Linked DNA regions of Mus musculus: region 2 is linked to region 1. Evidence: chromatin contacts called from public Hi-C data. All regions are on one chromosome and are shown on one strand. Each heading gives the region's core, a stretch centred on a gene start, on an enhancer-like site or on the middle of the called end of the contact. The rest is flanking DNA. Distances are from core to core; before and after follow the strand shown.

What was found. Hi-C and Micro-C count contacts between places; a contact is called where the count stands out from the background.
Region 2: a Hi-C map of the HPC-7 cell line shows a contact between it and region 1, with 2.7 times the contacts expected there. The contact joins two enhancer-like sites. A contact is called at or near these places in 4 of 484 Hi-C or Micro-C datasets (CD4 T cells, the HPC-7 cell line and olfactory sensory neurons), 1 of 115 datasets of contacts at active chromatin or transcription factors (memory CD8 T cells) and 3 of 9 other capture datasets (adipose tissue, liver and pancreatic islet).

The regions. Positions count from the first base shown.
Region 1 is chr12:88,406,981-88,409,680 of GRCm38.p6, forward strand. All of the region lies in intron 4 of Adck1 (aarF domain containing kinase 1), which reads left to right. Among named protein-coding and RNA genes, the nearest start is that of 3200001D21Rik, 31 kb to the left of the region's middle. Within about 2 kb of position 1,336, at least 45 of the 459 cell types and tissues checked have an H3K27ac peak or open chromatin away from gene starts, as enhancers often do.
Region 2 is chr12:88,480,499-88,483,198 of GRCm38.p6, forward strand. No RefSeq gene overlaps it. Among named protein-coding and RNA genes, the nearest start is that of 4930473H19Rik, 40 kb to the left of the region's middle. Within about 2 kb of position 1,368, at least 3 of the 459 cell types and tissues checked have an H3K27ac peak or open chromatin away from gene starts, as enhancers often do.

The DNA of each region.
Region 1 (2,700 bases), core at 86-2,585:
CTTTAATTGCAGACACACTCCTGCATAGGCATGTCTCTCCACGGACACAAGCGAGTCAGGATGTAACATGTTTACAGATGATCCAAGCACGTAGACACGGTATGGACATCCATATCGTAGTTCTCGAGATGCTGGGATCATGAGTTTGAGGCCAGCCTGCGATATGTGAGTGAGGCTATACTGAAATAAAGGAAAAGAAAACAGAGCAAGCAAAATGGAAACCATGGACAGAGGCTCCTTCACCCCTAAAATTTTAGGAGAAGTTAAAGAGAATGACGTCACTGGCTACAGTTGAGTCTAGAAACACCAGCCTTTCTTAAGGGAAGCCCTTGCTTGGTTTGTGACCTCTGAAACATGTTTATGTCTGTCTTTTGTCATTGAACTCCCCTACCAGGGGTGCAGGGATATAGAATTGACTTTATTTTGTTGTTAATAGTTGCTAGGGATGGATGCAATGTGTTTTCATGAGTGCTATATGTTATAGGGACTTAGTGTTCTCCGTGGAACATGAGGCTGGAATTTCTGTGGAGATTCAGAAGAGATATAGGGGTGCTGTTGTATACCAGGTACATACATTCATTTTTGTATGAGCTCACAGGGGCACGTGGAGGATGATTGGTCATGTTTTGTTCTGGGTTGAATCAAAAGTTCAGAAAAGATAGGAAACTCCTGCCCTAAAGATGTCAGCTGCTTATTCAACATGGTGGTCCTGGCCAGAAAGACAACACTGTGGGGTACAAGGACCCACCAGAACAAAGACAGGAAGGAAGGAGAGGTAGGTGAAGCGATAGTCTGGGCAGGGAGCACAGAAGTGCTGCTGGCTCACGGAAATCTTGGTGAAGTGTCCCCTGCAGGCAGCTTTTCCCTTGGGCTCTTGCCTCTTCACTAGGGCTGGGAACAGTTTCATTCCTATGTTATTCTGGGTTATTCAGAAGACACTGAAGAAATGAGACATGATTGTATTGTATCTCGGATGTATGCATGTTTATAGATATGTAGAAAGATAGATTTGTTTAAAACCTGGATTATGTGATTGTCTAGGCTGACAAGTCCAAAACTGGCAGAGCGGTCATGCCAGAATCCTAGTAAGAACCAGTAGTGTAGTTCAGGTTCAACCGTGAAGGCCATCTGCTGGCAGGATCCCCTCTTGCTTCAGGGATATCATCTGATCGCATGAGGCCCACTCACATATGGAGGGCAACCTGTTTTACTAATAAATTGGATGCGAAGGTCTGTAGTCCCAGTACTGTGGAGGTGGAGACAGGAGCATTGAGAGTTGGAGGCCAGCCTGGTCTACATGGTGAGGCAATGTCTTACAACCCAGGGGCTGGGTTTTGGATTTCCTGTGTAGCTCAGTGGAAGAGTGCTTGCCTAGCTTTCTCAAGGCTCTGGCTCTGACGTCAGTCCCCAGGCAAAAAAAAAAAAAAAGAAAAGAAACGGAAAATCCATGTATAGTAACATTTACTCCAGTATCTGAGCGCAGTGACCTAGGCAGGACGGAGCACAGACGAACCACCTCAGTTCTCCATGTGGCCCTTGAGGGGACCTTCACGTGACCCTTGATGTTTGCATTGAATCAATACAATAGTAGTTTTGTGGCCTCGGTCTATTTCCTGTTTCTTTTTCTGTAGACTGGGAAGGTGAGCTCAGGCGGACTGTTAGAGCACTGTACTCTCTGACCTCCTGTTAGGCATGGTATTTCTTGAGCTCCCCCTGTGCAGAAATTGTGTTAGCCCTTCTCCCTGGGGGGTGGGGAGGGGGTGCTTGCTCCCTGGTTCCTGGTCCCTGGTGTTCATACTCTGGCCGGGCCTGCTGAGGTCAGCCTGCCTCACTGGCCTGCAGTCATCTATAGGATCTCATTGTTCGGCTCAGCTGTCCTTTGACCTGCTTCTCCTGGCCTGAATGCCACCTTTGTTTGTCCTGGCACCCATCTTGTCTCCCAGATTGTCGCTAAGAAGGCCACCAAGTGAGTGTTCTGGGAATGGAACAGAAGGATCTGGTAGCCATGCAGCTGGGATGAAGAAGCAGGGGGAGGGGGAAGGGAGCATTACCCTCCTCCTGGCTTGTCCTCATCCTGCCTTCCCAGCAGATCTCAATAAAAAAAAAAAATACATTTATATTAAAAACATAATGAAGAATAAAAAACATTTTTCCTCAATAATGCCAAACATCAAAAGGAGATTTTTATCAATTATGAGAGAGAAAGATTTTGGCCATAAAATGGTAATTTAATGAGTAGGAGACGGATGGCGGGAAGCATTAATGTCAGCCACAATGGATGGCCTGCCATTAGTCACTGGAGGAGAGGCAGGCGAGTAGTGGCCACACAGCCTGGATAGTCCTTTTTTTGATGTCCCCAACCCTAGCCCCGTCCTTCTTAATCTGATCCTCTTGTTGTCTGCTGAGTCTCTGCTCCGGCCGTTTTCTAGCTCTGCCCTGGCTCAGCCTGGCCCCCTCTCCCCCACCGCTCAGTCTTGCCTCCCGGCACCTTCCCTCTGTTGATTGTAACTTTTTTGTCCTTTCTTTTCTTCTTGAGACAGGGTCTCTCTATGTAGTTCTGGGTGTTTTGGGTTTCACCCTGTAAACCAGGCCAGCCTCGAACTCATAGAAATCCACCTCCTCTGTCTCCAAGGGCTGGGATTTAAGGCATGTACCACTATGCCTGACTCAGGTGGCTCTCCTGTCTGTGAAGAGAGCCCC
Region 2 (2,700 bases), core at 118-2,617, 74 kb after region 1:
CGATGATTTGCTATCTTGAAAAAAAAACTCATCTGTGTGAACCAAAAATGAACAGTTAGAAAATAATATTCCAAGAAAATAGAATATGAAAGCCAGCAGTAGTTGTACTCACTTATGACAAAGTAGACCTCAAGTCAAAATGACATTGTTTTGAATATTGATAAATCTATCTAGAAGATATCATAATCATAAATATATACACACTGAATATTGGTGACATTCATTTTATAGAACAAAACTACTGGACATAAAGACACAGTTAGGTCCAGATACAGTAATAGTTCCTTCAGTGCTCATCTACAGATCTGTTCTTCATAATAGATACCAATGAAATCCAGAGGATCGATAGAGAATATTATGAATACTTACATCCTAATTACTTGGAAAGTAGAATAAATGGATAAAGCCCAGAATCAAATATATTCACTGATGACTTCTACCAAGTTTCTAAAGCAAAACTAGCAAAAACCAATACCCCTCAGAATATTACATAAAATAGAACGAGAAGGCGAGCTTCCAGGTTCATTCTACAGAGTCAGTCCTTCTTCAATACCAATGCCAAATAAGTATATCACAAACCCCAGGAACTATAGAACAGTTTCCTTCTTCAGTAAAGTACTTGGAAAGCCAAATTTAACAAGGCTTTAAAAAGATTACAGACTATGCTCAAACTGATTTGATTCTAGAGATATAAGGGTGTATTAGCATATGCATTAGCATTAGCATATGCAAATCAATAGATGTAAAGTAGGACATAAATATAATCAGGAGCAAAACCCACATGATTTCTCAAAAGACAGAAAGAAAGCCTTGGGGGGGGGGGGGGAATCAAGTATCTCTCCACCATGAAAACTCTGCAGAAATTAGGGCTAGAAGGCCCATATCTTATGGAGTAGCTGAATTGAGAGAGCCAATAAAGTCAGCATTGTCAAATTAGTGCTTACAACATCCAGGAGATGTTAGCCAGGGAAGCTGAGGTGAGGCAGTTGGCTGAGATGCTCAGCTGAGAGTTTTCTTCGCATGGACTTCTGGCATCTAGTTTCCACACTACAGGCATTTTTATACCATGGGAACAACAGTAACTTCTGTTGAAAATGGTTTAACTTCTATCTGTTTTCAAGGACATTGTTTTTATTGTTAGGCAGTTTGTTGTTCTCTTTTGTTCCTGCCACTGGGATAAGGGGATAGTCTCCTCCAGGTTTGGGGGGACACTTGGAATAAACATGCGTGGGCCTAAAGTAGGAAGGGGGGAACAAACCCTGCCCTCAGAACCAGCTTTGAACATCATGCAGCAAGTTAACCATCGTACTGTGTGTTATGAACTGAAAGCATGTCTCTAAGTGAGACCTGGGCTTCCGGTTTCACTACTCTCTACTACTCTCTGGTATAATGCCAGAGGATTAAAGAAAGAGAAACAATGAAAGGAGCACAGATAGGAAATGGAGAAGTCAAGTTGTACCTATTTGTAGATCCTATGATCTTAAAAGACACCAAAACTTCACCAAACAAACCCCACAAACCCCCAAAACAACAACAACAAAACACCTCTTAGATTGGATATGTGCTTTCTGAAAGGGAACAGCCCATACAATAAGCATATGGAAACCAGTCATTTTTTTTTTTTTTTTTTTTTTTACATACCAATAATGAACCTGCTGAGAAAGAAATCAACGAACTAATCCCATTCATCATAGACTCAAACACAAAACCTGGAAATAGACCCAGCCAAGGAGGGAAAAGAACTCTTATAATTAAAACTGTAAGGAAAGTAAAAGATGGAGAGCCCTCACCTATTAATGGGTTAGCAGCGTGAGTACTGTGAAAATGGCCGTATTATCAGAAGCAACCCACCAATTCAAAGCAGTCCCCATCAAAAGTCTAAAGAGTCAATTCACAGGACTACAATCCAATCCAAAAAAATTCATACAGAACTACCAAGGATCCCAAATAACCAAGCAAAAGGATAATGATGATGGAAAGGATCATGAAGTCACAACACCTGGGTGCAAATTATACTATGGAGACATAGCAACAAAAACACATAGTACTGGCCCAATAAACAGACACAGACACCAGTGGTAAAGAATAGAGCTATACAGAATTAAATCTATAAATCCATAACCTTTGATTCTTGACAAAAGCATGTATTGGAGAAAAGAGCCCCTTTAATGAATTGAGCTCAGAAAATTGGATCTCCACATGTGGGTGATGACAATATAAGATTTCTGTTTCTCATGCTACACAGAAATAAAATCAAAGGGAGTAAATGAAGACATGAAACTTAAGAAAAGCTTTTTTTTTAAAGTGGCTAATTTTTTTTAGAAATTAAAATTTAACATAACCCCCTCCCTCTACTCTGTTCAACACTTCCCATGTCCCTCCTTCAAATCCATGACCTCTTTTTCTTTAATATTGTTTTATAAGTATATAACTATGACCTGCTGAGTCTGCTTAGTGTTAATTGTATGTATCTATTTTAGATCTGACCACTTGGTATTGGATAACCAATTGGTAGGCTCATCCCCGGAGAATGAAGACTAATTTTCCCTCTCTCGGCTGTTGTTGTTAACTGTGTGTAGCTCTTCATCACAGGGTAATTCCCCTGAGATTCTCCTATCCATGTCAGGATGTCAACTTGTGTTTGGGTTGTTCAGGTCTTGTCTAGTCAGCCATATTGGTGAGAATTTATGAGTGTGTCTT